Regions from separate parts of the Mus musculus genome. Here region 2 is linked to region 1. A link is a contact called in public Hi-C data. All regions are on one chromosome and are shown on one strand. The core of a region is the stretch at or near the end of the contact, and the rest is flanking DNA. Distances in the headings are between cores, read along the strand shown. Region 1 holds the start of Kif13b (kinesin family member 13B). Region 2 holds the start of Esco2 (establishment of sister chromatid cohesion N-acetyltransferase 2).

Region 1 (6,464 bases), core at 1,376-3,875:
TCCAGGGGGTAAAATGAGTCTCTCCTAGCCGCAGTTAACTGATAATATCTCACATCTATTTTCAACCTCTACAGAACACCTACCCCATCCAAGGTTGTCCATTTACAAAACAAAAGCACAGAGTGCTTTTTCTCTCTTCTCTTCCCATTCCCCTCCAAGGTGACTAGGCAGAAACCAGGGCTTTCCCTCCTCTTGGCAACCCACTGCACCCCCCGCCCCCCAGCACGCTAACTTGAACAGCTCCAGTTTCGGTTTATCTGGCTGTGGAGCCCCTGGGGCTCTCCAGGCTGCAGGTTGTAACCTGCAGCTAGCTGTCTTTCCTCTCTCACCTGTCGCTGGGTGGTGACTTACAGGCCTTAAGAATCTTCTGCATCTTCACTGAGGATCAAGAGACCTTGAGTCCAAAGGGAGACTAACCACAATTCCTCAGGGCCTTTGTCCTGAATTTCCATGTAAATAAAATTTCCTGTTGAAACTTCTTAACCTTCTTTTTTCTTATCTCACTGCCCCAGTTTAAAAAGCTAGAGTGGGGCTGGGCATTGAAGCTCACATCTGTAGTCCCAGTAGTTGGGAGGCTGAGGTAGGAGCTTGGAGCCTAGACTCGTCTCAATTTATGGCAATCTTCCTGCTTCGGTTTGCTGAGTGCTGGGATTATAGTATGTCCAGTGCTATTCCTGTTTGATTTAGTGTTACTAACATATAGTAAGGGTCATTAATGCACCCCAAATCTGACTTTTGTGTTGGCTAAACAGAACATGTTTGTAGGATAGACTTGGTGCACAAACCACCAACCAGCAGTCTCTGTGAGGCTGATAAACAGTATTTACACTTTGGTTTCATTGACTCACACGATAAATGTCACTGCAGGTTGGGTGACACAGGGTCTCCACTTTACACATTAAAAAAGATGAAATTTGAGTGGCCAAATAAGTTGACCGTGACCACAGGTTGGCAAATGAGTGGGATTTGAGTTAAGTTTGTTTCCATAACCCAAGGTTATGACTCAGAGGATGCAGAGGCTGTGGTCAAGGTTGAATGCATCCATTTATCCTGAAGGATAAGTCAGTAAAGAAACAAGAGGGGGACAAGGCAGTCAGAGAAAATCATCAAAATCAAGGATCAAACCCAGAGGTCTTAAAAAGGAGAGGAAGAGGTTTTCAGATGAAGGGTCAGTTCTTGGACACCGTAGTCTCAATACAGATTGCTAGAGTTTAAGAGTCCTGCAGAATCGAGGTGAGGCGAGGTGCAAACCTTTAGCTCCAGCACTTAGAAGGCAGAAGCAGATGGATCTCTGAAGTGGAGACCAGTCTGTCTACTGAGTGAGTTTACAGACCAGCTAGGGCTAGATACAGAGGCAGGCGAGAGAGGCCTCAGGTCTGTTATTCCAGCTACTTGAGAGGGTGAGACAGGAAGATTGCAAGTAAAAAGCTAATTTGAGCAACTCATGTGGACCTCTATCAAAACCCAAAGCACAGGGGCTGGAGAGCTGGCTCACTGGGCTCTATTCTCTGCCCCTATGTGGTGGCTCGCAACTCTCTGTAATTCTAGGTCCAGGGGATCGGATGCCCTCTTCTGAATTCAGCACAGGCATACAGATATACATTCAGGCAAACATCCATAAACATAAAAAAAGAAGAGAAAAAGAAGTAAAAAAACAAAACAAAACAAACCCCAAAAACCCCACCCATCCAATGAAAAACTATAACAAAACTCCAAACAGGGCCATTGAGATGGTTCAGTGGGTAAATGTTCTGGCTTGCTAGCCAGATAACTGAATTCCATCCCTAGGACCCACAGGGTAGATAGAAGGAGAGAACTGACTCTTGAAAGTTGTCTTTTGACACATGCTCCCACATGTGTACACACACACACACATCCAATAAATAAATAAATAAATAACAAGTACATTACACAGAAGGGGAAAGGCCCAGCACCAACAAGGCAGTGTATGTATTTTCCCAGCTCACTAGCCCATTCCTATTCTTAGAAGTGCCTTTTCTTTCTTTCTTTTTCTTTTTTCTTTTTTTGAGACAGGGTTTCTCTTTATATTCCTGGCTATACTGGATCTCATGCTATAGACCAGACTGGCCTCAAACTCAACAGCGATCAGCCTATTTTTGCTTCCCAAGTGCTGGGGTTAAAGGCCTGTGACACCATGGCCAGTTGGCTTTCTCTTTCTTAATAAACTATCTCTACTTTTATTATCTCAAAAAATAATAAAAGGAAGGCTGGGAATATAACTCAAGGATAGAGCGCTTGCCTACCATTCATAAAGTGCTAATTTTAATGTCCAGAAAACTCTCCACACGCACACAAAAGAGAAGTTAGGTGTTGCGGGATGGACAGGGAAAATCCTGCAACAGATAGGAAGGAAGGAAGAGAGAGGAAGAAGTAAAGAAAGAGAAGGAAAAGAAAGGAGAGGGAGGTACAGGAACAGCGGCACAATTGTAAAACGGCGACAGATGACTACAAGTTCCAGAGAGCGGCGCGCGAATTTTCCCGCCAGCGCCTCGGCCTGACTTGTGGGAACTACACATCCCAGCATGCCCCGGGACGCACCGGTCCTCGCCCCTCGTCGGTCCCGCCCCCTTTTCCCCCACAGCCCCCGCCCGCCGGGTTGGCCTCGGAGAGTTTGTCCGGTGGCCGAGGTAGACGGAGGTGCAGTGAGAACCCCGGCGGTAGCACGATGGGAGACTCCAAAGTGAAAGTGGCGGTACGGGTCCGGCCAATGAACCGACGAGGTGAGCGCTTGTCCCGGGCCGGGGGCGACAGGTGCCTGTGGTGGTAGAGCTTCGGCGTCCCGGGGGTCTCGGCGGGCTCCCTTCAGCGCGCGTGCGCCCTCGACGGCGCGGTCGGGCCCTCAGCCCTCCGCCCCGCCAGCTGTCACCGAGCTCTCCAGGCCTGGGGCAGCTCCGGCCTCGCAGTCCTCCTGTGTACGCAGCTCTTAGGGCGGACAGCCCTACTTTTCGATTTTCCACGTTCTCCCTTGAACCTGCACCTTGTGGCTGTTTGCAGAAAAGGAAGGACATGCATGCCTTCTTAGTTCTTTTCTGGTTTATGACTGTCGAGAGGTTTCCTTTTTTTCCTTTTGCTTGAAGTGATAGTCATCATCTCAACAATAAATAGTCTCAGTGCCAAGATTCTTGGGAAATTGTATCTTTCAGACATGCTCTGAAGTCTGTAGGGAGGGTAGAGAAAGTAGATAAACCCAGGACACGTAAATCATCTATCCAAGTTGGAAAGACTGAAGCCCAACTTGAATCCGGGGAGTAGCTGCTTTTTGCCTCTGTAGCTTCACCAGAGGGTGACTGGGCAGGGTACTTAAAATGAGGTGATGTGTTTGAAAACACTTTCTAGACAAGTCTTGTTATTGAGGTTGCTGCCGCGCTCCCGGGAGATGGAATTGCTGCTAATTGATTTAGACTACTGACTAGCTAGAGCCATTATTAAGTGCAGGAGTCATTTTCCAAGGTTTCTAGTTTGTTTTACTGTGTTTAAAGTCTAGTGTGTAGGAAATAGTTTTTCTGTCTCCTTGCCCTTTTGTGTATGTATTGAGGTAAGTAGGTGTAAAAGTTAACAAAGATTTCTCTGGTTGGTTGTTCCTTGGGAACTTGGTGTCTCTGTTTTCTTGTCGTTGGTTTGCCTACTTGAACCTGCTGAAGTCTATGAGGCAAGCTTTTCCCCTGAAGACGGAACTTTTTAAGCTCTCAGCTCATTGCCTCCTAACATCCAGGTTCTCACAAAACAGAGTGAGTAGCTTAGAAGTCTGAAAGTTTTCAGTTCTCCCATTTTTTGAGTATCCAGACATCTTTATTTTAGATCACTTCACCTCATTGTGATCATTACTGCGATTAAAAAAAAACTAAAGAAAAAAAGAAAACAGCCAAATGAAATCCGACATATCTGGGAATGATTCGGAAAGGAAGGGTTCAGCACATTCTTAAAATTTCCTTTTTGCAAAACCCTTGGAAATGTCAGTGCTGAAGGAGGCCTCTAACCAGCCACCACAGCAGGGTTTGGCACAGATAGTTAGAGCCGGACTCTTCCTTGTTTTCTCTTACTGGGAGGAAGCTACTGTCTTTAATTTGCTATGCTTGTAATTCTGACAGTGGCTGTTACTAATGCTCAGAGTTTTGAGATATTCGTTGAATGATTTCTAGCTGTTCCTTGTATTCCTTCCTTTCTCTTTCTTTCCTATTTTTGAGACTGGGTCTCTGTACATAGCCCTGGAACTCATTATGTAGACCAAGCTGGCCTCAGATTCATAGAAATATGCCTGCCTCTGCCCAGATCTTTGGTGCTGGGATTAAAGGCATTCGCCACAACACCTGACCCTTCTTTTCTTTTTAAAACTTAGGTGCTAAGGATCTGAACTCTGGTCCTCACTTGGTTTTCATCCATTAAACCATCTGAGTTCAACCAACCACCCAGGCATCTCCCCAGTCCTATTTTTTTTTTTTTTTTCATTTATTTAGAGGCAGTCTCTGTGTAGACCAGGGTGGCCTGGGACTTGCAGTCATCTTCCTCCCTCAGCCTCCTGAGTGCATTGCAGGGGTGCACCAACCACTCCTGGCTGAACTCACTTTAAAATGAATGTTTACAGTTTGGCCCCATTGTCCAGTGGCAGCTGCCCCGTAGTCTCTTTGCTTACTCTGTCTTCTGTTTCTAGTGCTCATCATAGATAATTTCTTCATCTACAGGTTATTATGCAATATAATAGAGAGGAATCTTAAAGCTTGTTATTTCTGAGTTGGCATCTTGAATTCCTATGAAAAGGGAGTAACAAAATTGAGCTCCTTTTTGCTGAGTTTGAAAAGAATTCTATTTAAGCATTGCTTCTGGGGAATGTAGTGTTTTAAGGGATAGCATGTGGCTGTCAAGTAGTTGGGTCTAGTCCTGAGTGCTCCTGACTCAGTGTGTATGTGCGGGAAGTGTCCTGAGGATTGACATGGAGACAGGCTGAGACTGGGTCACTGGGTTGTATTTCTGATCATAGACTCTGTTGTTTGAGTGACATTTGTGTCTTTTGAGGGAAGTCCAAAGGTTTCCAGAACTCTTCAGGGTAGGGTTCGATTCTTGTGTGACTCAGTGGCTGGTTGTGCTTAAGGGGGTTCAGTTTTTCTGCTTAACTGTCTGTGGGGTTGGGAAAATTAATTGAATATTAATTGGTAGTTCCTAATTTAATGATAACTAGAGTTGTAGTGGTTAATTTGTCAAGATAAAGAAAGGAAGTGTGTGTGTGTCTATGTGTTTGTGTGTCGTCTGTCTCTCTGTCGATGTCTGTAATCTTAAAACTTGGTGGAGGCAGAAGGATCTCTGAGGTGAGTCTGGGCTGTGTACATAGTAAAGTTGCTTTTTTAAAAAATTAAAAAATTCTCTACATCCTTGTCTGCTAACCAACTAACCTTCCTTCCTCCCGGCTTCTATTTTCTACCTTTTTTTACCTTTGGTGATGCTGGGGTCTTAACCAGGGCCTTGCATACACTAATGTTTTCATTCTGATGTTATGCTCACATGTGTGTGTAATCTTACATGGCCTTAATATTACAGCTTCTAATCATCTGAAATAGGAAGCTAAACTGCTAAAGAAAATTATTTCTTTACTGCTAAATAGGAAGCTAAACTGCTAAAGAATAAATATTTCTTAAAAGATCTTGGGACATCAGTGGGAGGAGAGGCCCTTGGGCCTGAGGGTGTTCGATGCCCCAGTGTAGGGGAATGCCTAAGAGGGAAGACAGGAGTGGGTGGGTGGGTGGGGGAACACTCTCATAGAGGCAGGGGGAAGGAGGATGAGTTAGGGGGTTTCCGAAGGGGAGACCTGGAGAGGGGAAAACATTTAAAATGTAAATAAAGAAAATATTAAAAAATAAAAAAGATCTTGGACTTGTATTTGCAGGTGATGTCCCTTTTTTTAGTATTGTTTTGACATTGGGTCTCAGGTGACTCAGGCTAGTCTCAGACTTGCTGTGTAGTTGAGGCTTACTGTCTTGTTCTGTCAGGCTTCGTTTTTGTCTGTTCTTTCAGATTGTACAACTCAGCAGATTACATTTACATTCTTCTACATACTGCACAGAAGACCGTTTCATATCTTATTATAAATAATCTGAAAGGCCTTTATTTTTGTTTTGTGTGCATGAGTTTTTTTCGCTGCATACATGTGTAATACCATATGTGTACATTATCCAAAGAGGCCAGAAGGGGGTGTTTGATCCCCTCTAGCTGGAGTGCTAGGCTTTATGAGTCACCTATTACTATTATAACTTACTATTATTATGATATGGGTTCTGGGAATTGAACCTTGGGTCCTCTGCTAAAGCAGCTAGTGCTTGTAACCACGGAACCATCTCCTCAGCCTCTCCGAAGGGTTTCTAAGCACAGGTCCCTTTAGATTAGGGACAGTCTCCTTTTCAGGGATTTGATAGTTTACATTGGGTAGTTAAAAAAAAATATTTAATAGGCAAATG
Region 2 (6,464 bases), core at 2,458-4,957, 1.2 Mb after region 1:
GCACCTACTTAATGGTTTAACTGTCTGTAGCTCCAGTTCCAGGGAATCTAGCTCCCTCTTTTGGCCTGAGGGCACTTATACACATGTGCACATACTTATTGACAGGTGGAACACTCATACACATTAAAGCTAATAATAAGTCTTTTACAAAAAAGTATGCTTCCAGATGAAGATGTTGTAAAGCAAATTGTATACCATTCTTTTCATTATAATAAAATTAACTTTTAAAAGTTAGTGGAAATGGAAAAAAAATAACAAACTTTCTCTTAATCTAGTAAGGTAAACAAATTCTCATCATGAACTCAAGACTGGTAGTTTAGGTTGGTAAAGTTTTTGCTGTGCAGAATGAGGACCCAAGTTGGACCCCAGCATCAGTTTGTGCTTGTAATCCCTGGGCCAGGGAAGAAAGACAGGCAGCATAGTTGGATCCTGGGCTAATGAAGAGCCCCTGTCTCAAAAAAATCCAAAATCTGTTTTTCAATAGTAGCAGAGAAACTACAAAAGCAAAGTAGAAAACTTCCTGCTAACATTTCAGAATATACTACCTAAAGCTAAAGGAGAGACCACAGGCTTTTTTCTACCCATCTTTAACTTTATATTTTCTGTTTTTATAAAAGTGGCTCTCCAAACTGTAAAGAAAATCAAATTTCATTCACTTATGTGATCTACATAATTATACACATAATTTATATCTAAGCATCATTAAGTCGCCAGCTGTTCTTAAATGATACATTTAGCTTTACCTTTCTCAGTTTCTCTTCATTTTTACTTCTTGCATTCTGTACTTTAACACTGGATTTCTCATCCACTAGCAAGGACTTTGGTATTTGCTTTGCCTCTGGAGCACCTTCAGGGACTTCTGGTAAATTTTTCTGCAAAAGTAAGGGCTTATCTTCCAGAGGTAACTTTTTAAGAGAGTTTCTTTTCCTAACGAAAAATGCTGCTCCGCCTTGGAGTGTAACTTGAGGCTTTATTTTTTGGCTCAGAACCCGAGGAGGAGAATTTGGATAATTTTTTGCTGGAAAACAACTGTTCTCTTGGTCCACAACTGGCTTATAGGTCACTTGATTTGGCTTGGAATTTTTCAGGTTTCTTGATTTAGACTTGATGTGCTTATAATTTGGTTGATATTTGGCAGTTAAACTCTTCTGTTTTTTTTTATTCTTCTTGGTACAGACTGGTTTTCTCTGAATATTTTCTGTCACACTGGGAATAGGTTTATCTCCACTTTCAGTTGCTAGACAAATAGATCTACACTCTCTTATCAACTTCCTCTCGAGTGGATTGAGGTAGTATTTCTCTTTACTGTAGAAAGATACAGTAGACATAGCTGGTTTAAATAATGAGCTGTGGTTTGCAAATGAAAACCTACTATTTTCAGTTGTTTTGAGTGGACTTGAAGGGAAATGGAGTTGGTGGGAGCAAGACTTGTCTTCCTTTTGAACACTGCTTTGATAATTATGTTTCTTATTAGGTGATGGAAATAGATTTTCAGCACATCTTAATTTGCTTGATGAAATATCTGTTAATAGGCTACAAAATGAAAAGAAAGTCCATTGGTAAGTTTGTGGTTCTTTTTCAAAATTTATTTAGATCCACTAGTAAACTTCTCCCTACTAGTCATAAAAAATAACACATCCCCCGCCATTGTTTGACACATTATTTGTTAGTTTAACGGGATCCTCAAATTCTGTCTTTATTAAATCATTTAAATATATATTCATAAGCTGGGCAAGGTAGCATACACCTTTAACCCCAGCACTCTGGAGGGAGAGGAAATAGGATGATCTCTTTGAGTTAGAGGCCAGCATGATCTATATGGAGTTCAGGACAACCAAGATTACATAGAGAGTCCCTGTCTCAAAAATAAACAGATAGTGCTAGGCGTGGTGGCGCACGCCTTTACTTCCAGCCCTTGGGAGACAGAGGCAGGCGGATTTCTGAGTTCAAGGCCAGAACTACAGAGTGAGTTCCAGGACAGGCAGGACTACACAGAGAAACCGAAAACGAAAAAACAAACAAACAAAAAAAAACCCAGATAACATTCATAAAAGCAAGCAGTGTTTACAAAGAAACTTTGATATACAAGTAAGTGTATTTCAAAATCAATTTCTCTGTCTAGGCTATATAAAAATTATCCCACACTAGGTCTGGGCCTCGTGGCAAAGGCAGGAAGATCTCAATTAGCTTGAGGCCAACCAGGTATAAATAATTAAGACTGTTTCAAATAAACAAATCACCAAAGGGCTGGAGGGATGATGGCTCATCTGTTAAAAATATTCTCCATGTATTTTTCCCGATTAGCTACTAAAATACCCTATGATAAATTTTCTGTAATAGACACTGGCAAGACTGGATTTTTTCATATTTAAAAGAGTTCATACATACAGGTTAAGACTTACCTATCATCATTATCAGCATTCAGTGTATATCGCTTCCTCTTTCTTGGAGTACAAGTTGCCATCATCTTAGTTAAATTCCTAAAGGCAGCAAATATGTCAGTTATAATAAAGTCACCAAAAGGATAGAAAACGCACCATGTCAAAATTGTTTATAAATCTTGATTCTAAATAAGTGACTGCAAATAAATACCCAAGGGAACATTGCTTTTTGAGATAGTGCTTCACATAGCAGAGCTTAGCCTCAAATTCAAACTCATTCACTCTGTCGCCAAGGATAAACTTGAACTCTTGAGCTTTCCAGAACTGGAATCACAAGCTAAGTCACCAGGCTTGGTTCCAAGAAACAGATTAAGAAAAACAACAACGAACCAACCACAGAAAGACAAACAAAACCTAGTCAGGTGTGACGGTGCAAAATGGGAGGCATAGGCAAAGGGACCCTGAGTTTGAGGCAAGCCTGGGGTACAGGGGGTCTCAAAAAAAAAAAAGCAAAGCAGTAAGCTATGTATTAGAGAAGTAAACAGTGATAAAAGGGAAGGAGGGTGGGTTGGGGAAATACTGCGCTACAGTAGATGAGAGTGATGAAAGGTGATCCTACTAACGAGGCCGGGTGGAACCCTAATTGGGGTACACTTCCCTTTAATTAAACCAGTCACATCAAGTTTTGGCACTCCTGGTAGGCCTTTGGCACTAGCCTCCTTCCATGGCTCCTCCATATTCCACTTAGCACACTTTCTGACTGACCAGCCAGTCATCTTCACAGCCTGCACGTTCAGGGAAGGCAGAGATTGCTCACACCCTTCCTGGAGGTCTGAGCGAGGTAATATGGGTGGGACAAGTCCTCCCCACGGGTCCCGGCGGGGCTCCCTCACCTCACTAGGCAGCTTGCTAAAGTCAAGCCGCGTCCCTTAGGGAGATAATTCTAGAATGTTCTTTCCTTCCTTTCCCCTTCCTTCGGAAAGGGTATGTCAGTCCCACAGAACTCCACAAGCGCGACCTCTAAGCCAACCCGAGCGTCTACGGGGCAACAGGGAAGCCCTCTCCTTGCCTGCGTGAGAGACGCTGGCACCCAGAGCGGGAGCCCCGCGGGAGGAGCAGGCAGCGGGCTACGTTCAAGGCCCTTGCCCCTTGACGTTACCTTCGTTCCTCAGTCTCCTTCTGGACCGGCGTCCACGCCTGCGGGGGTACCGCACGAAATGACCCCTCTGCACCTCAGCAAGCTTACGACCTTGCTCACAGGAACCCGGCGCTCCGCCAGTGTGTTCAAATTCACGCGCGCTACTTGAGACCAACGCTGCTGCGTACTGATTCGTCACTGCTCAGGCGCTTCCTAGAGCCTGCGCCGCGATTGGCTTCTCGCTAGTCATTGCCCCGCCCTCCGGCGAGGAGGTCTCCGAGATTCTCCCGCCCTTGAGAGGCAAAGCTGGTCAGGGGGAGGGAGTTGGGGGGAGGAGTTGGGGAAGAAGGAAGGCACACCTCCTGAAATCCTGCAATAACTTCAGGCTTCAGACCGACGCCCGTAACAGTGCATTCTGGGAATTGTAGTTTATGGCTCAGCTGAATTGGAAGTTAAATTCTGAGGCAGTTTGGTGCAAACAGCTAACGAAAAGTGACATCCCCAAGATACTGGAGGCTCTTATTTTTCATATTTGAAGCCCTATTGTTGGTTTTGCGTTTTAGAAAAAAAAGTGAGATTTTCAGTTTCCATTTTACTATTTTATTATTCAAATTATGGTGTGAATGTTTGCTAAATTTGGTTACTTTATATATTTTTAAAGATTTTATTTATTTTTTGACTATGTGCATGCCTGCAAGTGAGTATGTGTATGTGAATGGAGATACCAGCATAGGTCAGAGGAGTTGAATTCCCTGGATCAAGTTTAGACAGTTATAGGTCACCAAATGTGGATACAAGGAATTGACCTCAGGTCCTCTGCAAGAGTAGTCTGTGTTCTTAATAGCTGAGCCCAATCTCTTGAGCTGGATCCTTTACATGTTTTATTTCACGTACTCCTTACACAACCTATGAAGTTTGTATTATCATTCCTCATTTACAGAAAATGAAAACGAAGGCCTGAACACAATCACTATTTACAGGGAAGGCCTGTGGCACTCCAACTCCAATCAAGTGTCTTTTGGCAAGCAGAAATGTTCTTAAAACACTCACAGGCTTTTAAGGAGTTATTAGTGTCTAGAAGTCTCAGACAAATGTTGAAAGGAAATAAAACTTGAGACCTGTGAGTCACGTAATGTATGTCAAATAGCCCAAAGAGTTGTTTGTGAGCTTTGAAACCTGGGGCTGAGAACATAGCAGAACAGACCAGGACATGCCTGGGCAGGCCCATCGCCTCCCTATCTCCCACCCCTCTGACTTAAGTTAAATGTTAACAGGCTGCTGATGTTTAAATGGACCAATCATGTGAAACTGCGCCAATTCCTCCCCCAGTCCCACTCCTTTTCTATAAAAACCCCTAGCTTCCAAGCCACTGTCTCCTGTGTGAGATACCGGAGCTCCGCCATTAAAATACCCGTGTTGTTACATCAAGGTGTTGTGTTCTATTCGTGATTCTTGGGTGCACGCTGAATTGGGAGCTGAGTCGGGGTTTCCCCACTAGGTTCTTTCTTTTTTTTTTTCCATTTTTTATTAGGTATTTAGCTCATTTACATTTCCAATGCTATACCAAAAGTCCCCCATACCCACCCACCCCCACTCCCCTACCCACCCACTCCCCCTTTTTGGCCCTGGCGTTCCCCTGTACTGGGGCATATAAAGTTTGCGTGTCAACTAGGTTCTTTCAATGTCTAGTTCTAAATAAGTCTAAGCGATGGATGTCCTTCTTCATAGAACAAAGCTGGCTGGAATGAATTGACAAATGGCTAACATATTATTGGCTATTTGCAGGAATCATGAGTGAGTCAGCTACTCTTTTACAAGGTAGAATAAGGTTTCTACTAGGCAATGGTAGAACAGTATGTTTTGTTGAGGAAGATGTCTTTGAATCGGAGGCCTCACTACTTCAAACTCTGCTACAACTCTGCCTCCTGTTGTAATAGGGCCCAGACCTTAACAGAACTGACTCCATGATGAAAGTGTCATTCAGGCTATAAAACTCAGCACATAGACCTGTCAAAATGAAAACAAAGATCTAATCCATCAGAGTCCATAGTTCTGGGAAAGTCTCTAAATGCACTAAGCTTGCTTTCTGACTTCTGTAGTTCTTGTTAACTGAGGAATGTCAACCCAGAACATGTTTTTTTGTGTGTTTAAAAGCTCACCCTGAGGAAAGACTGAGAAAATGTTGCACTGGGATCCCAAACATCCAGTGTAGTATCCGGCCAACTAAAAAAGACTTTCTATTGGTTTAAACCCATGTTGGAGCAGTCTTCTCTGGTGGATAGCCTACAACATTGACCAGCACCAGGAAACCCAGAATGATAGTGGGTTTTGTAAAGTGAAAGAATTAGAACAATAGTGGAAACTGCTTAGTGGGAGACTCTGGCTAGTTTCTTCTTTTGAGAGAGTTAAAGCCAAAGAGGGGACATTTTTACCATCAGGTTCTACTTGCCTAGAATTTCCTGCTCTATGAAAGACTAGGCTCTCCAGGGACGGTAAAACTCCTTTTCTGTAGCCCTTTTGTGTGGTCTGACTTTTGGAGCTTGTTGGAGGGATACAGCCCGAAATGGACTCTCATATTTTTTCTTTATCAGAAATAAGAAAAACTTCCAAGTCAAACCTAGGAAGGCTGTGGAATTTTGTAAATTTATAGCAAGAGGTTCTGAACTTCAGAAGTTTGGTATTTGTTCAGTCTTGTAGGTAATAAGGAGCAGACATTAGATTTAAAGGAACAAAAAATAGCCCTACTCGGAATCCCAAAAAAGGAGAGTGTCTCTGGGTAGTAACAGTAACAATTCATTTGAGAACCTTCTGTCCTCGATGCAATTTAGTTCATTGTTTGACTGGGCAAGACAGTGCAGCATTTCTTCCATCTTGTATTCTTGCTGAGGCCATCTCAGGCTTAGATAGGGTTTGATGAACATTACCTAACTCTATTCTGACTAGTT

What was found. Hi-C and Micro-C count contacts between places; a contact is called where the count stands out from the background.
Region 2: a Hi-C map of pre-B cells shows a contact between it and region 1, with 7 times the contacts expected there. The contact joins the promoter of Esco2 here to the promoter of Kif13b in region 1. A contact is called at or near these places in 3 of 39 promoter capture datasets (the C10 cell line, the HPC-7 cell line and pre-B cells), 3 of 484 Hi-C or Micro-C datasets (CD4 T cells, CD8 T cells and pre-B cells), 1 of 115 datasets of contacts at active chromatin or transcription factors (pancreatic cancer cells) and 1 of 9 other capture datasets (liver).

Annotation. Positions count from the first base shown.
Region 1 is chr14:64,649,916-64,656,379 of GRCm38.p6, forward strand. Kif13b (kinesin family member 13B) reads left to right here and starts at 2,626. Exons shown (of 40, transcript NM_001081177.2): 1 at 2,626-2,741. The coding sequence starts at 2,687.
Region 2 is chr14:65,830,262-65,836,725 of GRCm38.p6, forward strand. It overlaps Esco2 (establishment of sister chromatid cohesion N-acetyltransferase 2), which reads right to left and starts at 3,708. Exons shown (of 11, transcript NM_028039.2): 1 at 3,541-3,708; 2 at 2,403-2,480; 3 at 744-1,533. The coding sequence starts at 2,467.